Linked DNA regions of Mus musculus: region 1 is linked to region 2. The links are chromatin contacts, called in public Hi-C maps. All regions are on one chromosome and are shown on one strand. The core of a region is the stretch at or near the end of the contact, and the rest is flanking DNA. Distances in the headings are between cores, read along the strand shown.

Evidence for each region. A called contact is a pair of places that touch in the nucleus more often than the background predicts.
Region 1: a contact with region 2 is called in a Hi-C map of the N1E-115 cell line, with 11 times the contacts expected there. The contact joins two enhancer-like sites. A contact is called at or near these places in 7 of 484 Hi-C or Micro-C datasets (the C2C12 cell line, the HL-1 cell line, the N1E-115 cell line and 3 more) and 4 of 115 datasets of contacts at active chromatin or transcription factors (VIP interneurons, fibro-adipogenic progenitors, heart atrium and 1 more).

What each region holds. Positions count from the first base shown.
Region 1 is chr11:44,160,554-44,165,822 of GRCm38.p6, reverse strand. No RefSeq gene overlaps it. Among named protein-coding and RNA genes, the nearest start is that of Gm12153, 200 kb to the right of the region's middle. Within about 2 kb of position 3,667, at least 8 of the 459 cell types and tissues checked have an H3K27ac peak or open chromatin away from gene starts, as enhancers often do. A contact at or near this core is called in the N1E-115 cell line, where this site is marked.
Region 2 is chr11:43,918,656-43,924,038 of GRCm38.p6, reverse strand. No RefSeq gene overlaps it. Among named protein-coding and RNA genes, the nearest start is that of Gm12153, 38 kb to the left of the region's middle. Within about 2 kb of position 3,943, at least 55 of the 459 cell types and tissues checked have an H3K27ac peak or open chromatin away from gene starts, as enhancers often do. A contact at or near this core is called in the N1E-115 cell line, where this site is marked.

The DNA of each region.
Region 1 (5,269 bases), core at 2,418-4,917, 240 kb before region 2:
AAGACAGTGGCCAGAGAGGGCAATGCCAACTTCTTCTTGTTGCCCTCATGTATGAGGAGCACTTTCTTGTAGCTTTTTTTTAAAATTAGGTACTTTATTTACATTTCAAATGTTATCCCTTTTCCCAGTTTTTCCTCTGAAAATCCCCTATCCTCTCCCCTCTTCCCCTGCTCCCCAACCCACCCACTCCTGCTTCCTGGCCGTGGCATTCCCCTATACTGGGGCATAGAGCCTTCACAGGACCAAGGGCCTCTCCTCTCATTGTGACTAAGGAGGATCCAGCAATACCACTCCTGGGCATATACCCAGAAGATGCTCCAACATGTAATAAGGACACATGCTCCACTATGTTCAGAGCAGCCTTATTTATAATAGCCAGAGGCTGGAAAGAACCCAGATGTCCCTCAACAGAGGGTATACTTACACAATGGAGTACTATGCAGCTATTAAAAACAATGAATTTATGAAATTCTTAGGCAAATGGATGGATCTGGAGAATATCATCCTGAGTGATATCACAAAAGAACTCACATGATATGCACTCACTGATAAGTGGATATTAGCCCAGAAGCTTGGAATACTTTGGAATACCCAAGATACAATTTGCAAAACACATGAAACCCAAGAAGAAGGAAGACCAAAGTGTGGGTACTTTCTTATACCTTCTAAGTGGTTTTGCCGATGTCAGAGTCTCCTAGACTACGAGGCTGACCTCAGCTGATGGCTGTCAGTCCTCGATCGAAGGAAGTGTGATATTTCAGCTGCTACTTGGCCTGCTCACTAACTGCTCTCAGATATTAACTGGCCACAAAGGAAGACCAGGAGCACCCACACTAGGAACCAGGCATTAGGTTTACAGAGGATTCTTCTCGATGTGCTCTGTTCAATTATTTTTCCTCCATGCAGTCCTTTCTTCTCCAAACTATACCATAGAGCTAATCTCAAGCTAGGGAAGGATGGAGTAGAAAACAAAACCCACAGAGAGTCAGAAAGACACATGACTAGAGGTGACAGATTCTAGCAGCAGAGATTTCGGTAGCAAAAATCCTGGTTCTCCTTCCACCAGGCTAAGCTTGACATATGTGTCTGGCTGTGAGGGGTTGATCACAGATGATGACTGGAAAATCTTTCCCTTATGAACATGTCAGATATCTCAAGTTTGCTTTCTTATCAGCCAAACAAACAGGGATGAGTGGAAAGTAAATGTTAAACTGCATAAAGAGCCGAGATGATTAAATATAGATGAGTGGCCATGGGTTCTACACTGCCCACCTTCTTCATAGGTTTAGGAGACAGATTTTGGCTCCTTTGGGTCTTCTGACCTTGGAGTAGAGAGGAAGTTGAGTCGTGTTCAGCATAGAGAGTGAGAATGTGCATATCCATGGAGACACACAGCTTCATTTGTGGGAGGCTCATTGTTTAGATTGGGAGGTCTAAGGTCTTCAGTGAGTCACATTCACTCCCTAACATGTATTGTAATGAGCAAAAACCCAAGAGAGACTGTCTTTCCAAATGACTCATATTTATTATAAAATTACTCAACATAACAGGATTATTCAATATAAAATTGACTAATCTGGTTAAACCGTACTTCCTTATTAAGTGAGATACAGTGTAATGGAGGTTTATATACCCTCTTTGAGGGGAGCCAAGGCTACAGTGCCCCAGACTTTGCACAGGAGTTCTGGGTATTTGTGCCCTCAGAAACAACCTGGCCCAGTGAGTCTGGAATGAGAGTCAGAGCTCCTAGCTGGAGGCCAAACCATTGAGCACAGGGAAAACAGATGTAAGTGTCATGAAACGATGGGAGTCCAGGTTCTCACACTCTGAAAAACACAGTATAGTATGTGCTATATGCTAGAGGGCTAGTATTTGCTGACTCTGCATTTCTCTCCTATATTAAATACTTTTGAGGTTCTACAACACACTGCTGTGATATTTGAGTCTGACACTAGTTAGGGCAGTGGATTGGTATGGGAAGCTGTTAAGGAATATGGAGTCAAAATTCAACATATAGCCTACTGTACAAAAGGCATGGGTAATTAGGACTGCAGGCATAGTGTTTTGTGGCTGTTATGCTAATGTTTTATTTGTTGGTTGGTTTCTGATGCATTTAATAAGGACAAAATTGCACAGACGGTGATGATTTATTTCATCATGTGGATCCGTTTGGATCATTTTAGCAAAATATTTTAAACTGGATAACATGTATAGGATAGACTTTATTACTCATAATTTGGTAGGCAGAACAGTTTAAGTTCAAGGTATTGGTGTATTCAGTGTCTTATTCCTCATCAGTGGCCCTTCTGTGTTTCATCTCATAGGGGAGGACAAGACAGCTTCTGGAATTTAGAGGGAGAGAGAGAGAGAGAGAGAGAGAGAGAGAGAGAGAGAGAGAGAGAGAGAGAGAGTTTTACATGTTACCCAGACTGTCTCAAACTCATTATGTAGCAGAAAATGACCTTGAACTTATCTTCCTACCTCTTCCAAGTCCAAGGAGCTAGCATTACAGATGTACAGCACACGTGATTAATGCAGCACAGAGTATAGATAGAGCCAAGGACTTTGTGTATTGCTGGCAAGAGCTCTACGGACTGAGCTCCATCTCCAGCCCCATTCTGGGACTTCTTTTATAGGGGTGCCAAACTCATTTACAACAGCAAAGCTTATAGGCCCATTCACATCCCCAAGTAAGTCCCTGCTATATAAAACGATTATTACTTTGATGGTTAGATTTTCTATGGGTTATACGAGGCTGTGAACATTGGAAAGGAACAATAAAGGGGAGGATTTGTTTTGTTTTGTTTTATTTTTTTCCACCTTAAAAAAAAAGGTTGGTCATTTTCTCCCTTCACTTCTTTCTTTATAGAAGAGAAAGCACAAGGCTCATGGCCATCCTCAAACCAGTGCATCTAGGATAAAGATCCATGGATTCTGGTCCTTGTCCAGAGTACTATTCCCCAAGCTACTGCCCCATGCCAGACTTTGAAGTGTCATCTTAGGGTAAAGCGATGGTTGGTCTTTGCATCTGTCTTTCCCCCTCCCAACAGAGGGACCCTTCAGTTGTTTTCATTTTTTTCTCCCCTGCCAGTTGCTGGACATGGCTTTCACAAGTACTGCAAGTGTGAATTACCTATGGTTACATCTCCTGGTTGGAATCTATGGCAGTCAATACTTTCCCAGGATGGCATCCCTCAGCAAGACTGGAGTCAATACGTGTTGAGGAGGCAATCAGCCAAGTATCCATTAGCTCTCTGGTCTTTGTTTAGAACTGCAAGCGTTCGTAAAGCAGCATTGGTTAATTATTCCTGTAGCAAGGGATAGATACCATTCCCCAAGTTGCTAAAGCAGAAGGAGATGCAGCAGACCCAGAACACAAGAATGAGCATCACGTGATGGGGAAGGAAAGGGTCACAGGTGCACGGAGGCCAGTACTTCAGTAGTATTGGTGCTCTGTTTAGTTCTCATGCCCACATGCCCCTGCATGTTGGCTTCATCCTGCACAAAGTAAGGAAATGCTCACAGCTGTACAGAAATGAACACAGTGGAATATACTTCCTGACGTATGACTGCAAATGGACAGGGGTTAATGGATGGTCTATATAAAGGAGCCTTACAGGGAGAGTGACATTTTGTTAATGTCTACTCTGGAAGCTGGACTGAATGCCTGTGATGAGTAATCTTCACTGTCAACTTGATCAGATTTAGAAACACTTCTCTGGGCATGTTCATAGAAGTGTTTCCTGAAAGGTTTAACTGAAGATGAAAAACCTCACTCTGAACATGGGTGGCACAATGCCAGTGAGCTGGGGTCTCAGACTAAATAACAAGGAGAAAGTGAGCCGGAAACCAGAGTTAATGTCTCTGTCACTTCCTGACTGCATATATGATGTGACTAGCTGTCACACACTCCTGGTGCCTCGCCTTCCTCAAAATAATGGAAAGTGCCTTCAACCCACGAGCCAAACTAAACCTTTCTTCGTTTAGCAGTATTATTAAGGGATTTCATCTCAGCAACAAGAAAAGTAACTGTTACAGATGCTTGGGCGCAGATTCATGATACTAAGAGAGATGGAAAGAGTGCACATGTACAAGAGAGAGAGTTAATTTCAAGTCACCTGATCCAGGAATGGGAGGGGAGGGTGTTCTCAGTCTAGGGGGGAGGCCTGTCCTAGACAAGCAGGGCACGCTTCCCATTTGAACAGGTTTGGAAGAAGCCCGGCACCAAATGGATTCTTCTGAAGCAATATTGGGCTTGTTTTTCTGTAGGCTTGACTGGCTCACATGCAGCTGTCCAACGTCCACTTTTAAACTGTGCTTCTCCAAGGACTGACGTCCACAGTCTCATCCCATCCACAAGGTAATGGGGAAAGCTCTACAAAGTAGGACTTAGCCCAGGTTGCTACTGCTGCTGGGTCCGTGTTGACTGAGTACCATCTCCACTTTCATCCAAATGATGATTGATTGGTCCACTGACAGGCACTTGAATTAAGTCAGACCCATCAGAGAATTTCCATACACTGTGCTAAGCAATGAACAGTCTGAATTCTCAAATTACTCATAGCTGTTTTTCCTGTCATCTCTGCCTCTTGCTTACAAAATTTGATGACCACATGGGTTAAAGGCAGAGTCTTCACAAGATTGCCCTACTCAGATACCAGCCCCAAATCCCAGGGAGAACCCACATGACTAAAAGACTAATTACAAATTAAGAAGGTCTCATAGTCTCTTCAGAGTTAATAATTTGTCAGGCCCTCAGAATTTTCTGAAAGGGCTACATTGTTCATGATCACAGCTTAATTATAACAGATGCACTTGAAGAGCAGCTAGACAGAAGATTTAAATAGAAAGAATGATCAGTTTCTTTGTTTTTGGTCTAGTTTTGTAAGTTTGCTTATAGTCCATTATTAGGGGAAGCCAATCAGAGGATGACAGGCATCCGAAGGTAGGAACTGAAGCAGAGAACTCTTGCTTGTACATAAGGAAGAACGTTGATTACTGGCTTGCTCCTTGGGTTCATGTCCAGCTACTTGCCAGGACCACTTGCCCAGGGACTGTAATGCCCCTAGTAAGCTGGATTTTCCCACCTAATCAGTAATCAAGAAGATGCCCTTGTGTTACCTCATCAGACTTGGCTATGGTTCAAAGTGAGAGAGGCATGTCCTCAGTTGTGACTCCCTCTTCCCAGATGAGTCTAGATTTATGTCAAGTTGACAAAGCCCTTTCTTCGTGGAATCCAGGCACATCACTTTCCTAATGCATCCATGCA
Region 2 (5,383 bases), core at 2,694-5,193:
TACCAATAAATTACATCATTGGTCATACCACAAGCCAGCTACGAAATGATTCTAGGATCCTAACACACAGGTTGTGGTAGTGAGATTGAAAATCTTTAGAAAGTACAAAGATCTACCTTAGATGGAGAAGAAGGGATAAAGAGTGTCAAACAAAACTGAGAACATAGCAAAAGACCATTTGTTTCCTTGGTAAACAAATGAAAGCAAAAACACTATTAAGACATTAGACAATTAAAGGCTCACTCCTTTAATCCCAGCACTCAGGAAGCCTCTGCTAGGTTCTAGGTCCTGGTGCCACCAAAAGAACACATGTTATAGCCATGGTGCTTTGTTGCCCGTAAGAACTAGATGACAAGACCCTTTCGCTGAAGAGACTATACACTCTGATTACAGGATGACAGGCCATTGAGAAATAAAGCTGGAACTGAGATTAAAAAGCTTCACCCCTGCTGGCGAGCTTTCAAGGGACCAGAAGGGACTGCCCATGCTAATAAGGAAGAAAAGTTGTAAATGGTCTTCTGCAGTAAACCCTGCATGTTACCACACTACCTTGCTGGACAATGGGTGCACTGGTACAATAATGACCTGAATGTTATGGCAGCAACCAAACACTTTCTCGTTATATCTGAGGTCCTCTACACAGGAATGAATTTACTCCTAGTACTGTAGACCTGATCAAAAGCCAATGGCTGGGGAAGCCATAGACACTAGGGGAAAAACCTGCTGCTGCTGGTTTGCTAAACAGACAGGTTTCACCAATCAAACTGCCCTCTAAATATTTTGAGTTTATGCCTGTTGGTTTGTGCAGCTATCATCTTTGGTCAGAGAGGCTCCTTTTTCCTGTGGACAGGAGTTACTGCAAAAAAATCAAAACCTGGGCACAGTACTGAGCATATAGGACTATTGACTGCTCAGCCCTAAACTGGGCATCCATGTCACAGAAGAGGGATGGAAAAGAATGAATGAACCAGAGGAAGGGGTAGAGCTCTGTTGAATGCTATTGTCTAGGCCTGACCTGACTGATGTACTCATAAACTGGTAGTAGCTTTGATCACCATCATAAGACTGAAGCGATAGATGATAGGGAAGCTGGCTAGGCCCTGCTCCTTCCTAGGGATGTATAGGTGATTAATGGTTACAAGCTGCCAGTGAAGAGGCATTTTCTTCAGTGGTGTAGCTATTGGTGAGTTGTCCATGCTCCTGTAAATAACCCCTTACCCATGTTCCTATGAGTAACCCTAATGAATCTCTTGGGTCTCATACACTCAAAGAACAAGAAGGCAGAAGAAGAGCTAATTAAAAGAGGATGGAGATCAGAGGGAGTTGGGGAGGGTCAGAGAAACACATTATTACGTATAATTAATATGTACTCATAAGGAACCAGAGAGAAGACTCAGTAGGTAAAGACACCTGCTGCCAAATCTGATGACCTGAGTTTCATCCCTATGCCCCAGGTAGTAGAAGGAAAGAACCAACTCCTATGAGACATCCTCCACCCTCCACACACATACACCACGGCCTATGTATACCCATGTGCATATGCAAACACTAAAAATAAACAATAAACAATAAAAATAAATAAATAGAGCTAGAAAGATAGCTCAGTGGATAAAGCACTTGCTACATAAACAGACAGACCAGATTTGGATTCCCAGAATCCATATTAAAACCAGACAGATATGACAGATAGCTGTAATGCCTGCACTGGGTATCATGGAACAATCTAGCCAGCTAGACTAGCAGGGATAAGGACGTTTTGGGTTCAATGAGAGACCCTGCATCAGTAAAAAAGAAAGTAATTGAGGAAGACACCCTAATGCCAACTTTGGACCTCACAGGAAAGTACACACAGACGTAACACTACACATGAAAACATACAGGCATGCACAACACACACACACACACACACACACACACTTAAATTAATAAGTAGCATTCCTGGAAACGAATGTCCACCCCTATGAGGTCCTAGAACAAAGAATAACTACCAGGAAGTCATCAGCTACAATGAGCCACTTTGCTTCACAAAACAAATAAATAAGGAAATTAGATCATTTTCAGGGTTTTCAAAGAATTCAGGCAGGGCACAAAAACAATTCAGAGCTCTGGACAGTGTTTGCTTTGGCGCATGTGCAAGAAGACATGCCTTTGGGTTCCTTTTTCATGAAAGCATACTCAGGAGGAAGCAGAAAACACTTTGATGACTTTTCACAGAAGCAAAAAGGGCAGTGGGAGAACATCTGTCCCACTGCAGAGTAAAGGATGAATTTGTGTGGTCATCAAGTAGCCTTGGCTTAACAAGATTACATCTCAGGGTGAGATCAGTCCAACAGAACTAACTAATAACAAACAAATAGCTTTCCAGCTCACACTGAGTAGCTACCAGCCCCTGGTGCAAACATTACATCCCCAGCCCTCCTCCATTTTGCTCTTCAGTAGGCAGGGCTAGGGGTCTTGTTTTCATTTGCTTGGTTGACTGATTGACTGATTGATTGATGGTTGCTTTTCTTCTTGAGATAGGATGTTACTGCATAGCCCCGGCTATCTTGGAACTTGCTATGTAAACCAGTCTGGCCTTGAACATACAGAGATCTGCCCACCTCTGTCTCTGAAGTGTTGAAATTAAAGACATGGACCACTCTACCCACCTTGGAGATCTTTCAATTCCCAGATTTTCTTGGCCAATCACTCTGGGAACTGAGCACAAAGCTGAATGCTTTATAGTATGAGTGGACAGTCTCCTGCACTGCCCATTTGCAACCTCTATAGTATCCATCCCTGTAGGGAGACCAGGGACCATGGAAAAGAGAAGAATTTGAGGAGAAAATAACTCTACTTGGGAGTACAAGCTCCAGGAAATGCAGGTATAGCCAGGCTGGAGCACTGTGCATGAGAATCTCAAATGTGCACATCTTCAGCAACCAGGCAGATTTTGGAGTAAGAGGAATAGGCCTCTAGGGACATCTGGGAATCAAGAGATGGTGCTCATCTCTCAGAGGTACTCAGCCCCCATCACCTGTTTCCTTGTGATTCAGATGTATCATCAAATTTCCCAACGCTAGCAGTGTGACTCCAATGACAGAATACTTGCCTAGCATGTACAAAGTACCCTAACTACTACATAAATCAGGTGTGATGGTACAAGACTGGAATCCCAATTGGGGAAGTAGAGGCAGGAAGATCAGATGTTCAAGATTTATCCTCAGCTGCATAGTAAGTTGGAGAATGGTCTGGGCTACCTAAGACTCTGAATCAAAAAATCAAGAGAAGGAGAGGAAAAAGAAGGAGTAGGAGAAGGATGGGGGAGAGGAGAGGATGGGGAGAAGGAGGTGAAGCGGATGGGGAGGAGGAGTAGAGGAAGAAGAAGAGGAGGAGGAAGAGGGGGAGAAGAAGAGAAGAAGAGGAAGAAGAGGAAGAAAGAGGAGGAGGAGAAGATGACGACAATGATGATGACACAGGAGCCTATTTATGCATCTGCATCCTGCAGGGGCTCTGTACCCTGTCCCATCACCAAGCCTGTGCTTTGACTCCACACTTGACACTCCAGTCTGTTCCTCCCAATAGCTGTAGATCTGACTTTGTCCACCCAAGTCCTCCTCTCTGCTTGAGAGTGTGTTTTGTTTGTTTCAGATTTTGTCTTTGTTTTTTTTTTTCTTTGAGGTAGGACAAATAAGATTTTAAGACTAAAAAAAGGAGAAGAAGCCAACAACAAAGAAGAGAGGAAATCAAGCAAGCTTCCCCAGCCCGATGAGTAAGCCATGTGAATGCTCATCCCTCCTTTTAGTCTAGGCTTAAACTCAGTGTCAAGTACACAGTAGACAGTAAATGTCAGTGACCTAATGACACAGTGGAAGGACAGACTTGAAGGCTCATATAGATGTCACGCCGTCTGTCCTCTAAGGAATGATACCCAGGCTCTATAGCAGAAATGCTCAGCCTCAGATGAGCAAGCTGAGGCTGATGAAGTCGGGGTCAGACTGGGAGAGGAGGAAGGTAGAGAATTTCAAATCACTTTGTCTGAGTCAGAGTTGGGATATGTCACTTGGAGACAGAAAGTCTGTATTTGAGTCATTGCTCTCCTAATTAGGAACTCTGCGATTTGGGACCAATCGTGAATTCCACATGGATGCAGTTTCTGCATCTGGAGACAGAGACCGGGAGTACAGAGTTACCAGGGGTAATAGGGGTGGGGTGGGAGGTGAGTAAGAGAACGGATTTTAAAGTGCTTTGTAAACAGAAAATCAGTCCAGGCAGGAGAGAGAAGAACAAGAGAGTCCAGTCACGCAGAAGCTGGTGAGTCAGAGGGACAGTTTGGGGCCAGTTTGTTTCCTGGGCCATCTGCATCACTGAACTGTCAAGACAGCTGTTAGCTTAGCCTTGCCTTGAGTCACCCTGAGTAACAGGTGTCTGGCTCATCCAAAGCTTGACTCCAACCTAGTTGGTCGGATGACCTAGTGGGGATAAACTCGGGAATTTGGCCAGTAAGAGAAGAGAGCTGATTGAAACCAAAAGAGAAAGCAATATTCCCCACCTGGCCCAAGGACATCTGGATCATCTACGAAACTCAACAGATCATCTGTCTCCAAGGTCCACCTGTAATGATTTTTCCTGGGCTTCCATGTTGGAAAGGAAGGCTCATAAAGGCACAAGTGCATCCAGGGTGTAAATTATTTATGTGCATGGCATGTGAGTTTCCATGATCTTTTAACAAAATATACATCTGGCAACCCCTTCTAAACAATCACAGACTCTCTGGTTTTCAGCAGGGAGCAAGGCAATAAAAGCCAGCCGCAGATTAAATCCCTCTGGCCTTAGCATCATCAGTCAGAGGCTAGATAAATGATAAAGAACGTGGGCCATCACCAGAGCTATGTCACTTTGGGCCACTTAACCTCTCTAAGTCTCAGCTTCTATCATGAGAAAATGGAAATAATCATGGCCACTTTCCAGAAAGGTTGCTAGGACTAATGTGTCTGCAAGATGCTAACTACAAAGCTTATCTCAGAGAAAGTCTAAAATGACAGATAAGATGTTCACTTCTACAGCAACCTAAGAAGTCAAGCTTAGGCCTAGGCTCTTTCTTATGGAGATATGGAATATTCTAGATGATTAAAAGTAGAGCTTCCACCTAATCAAAACTATTTAGAACGGGACCTGGAGAGATGGCTCAGTAGTTAAGAGTACATGTTGTTCCTGCCGAGGACCTGGGTTTGGTTCTCAGCACCAACACCATCTGGCCCACAACTGCCAATCACTCCGGCTCCAAGGAATCTGACACCCTTTTCTGGCACCAGAAGCACCATAGTCATATATCACACACACGCACACACATATAAATGCACATACATGCATACATACATACATACATACATACATGCAATTT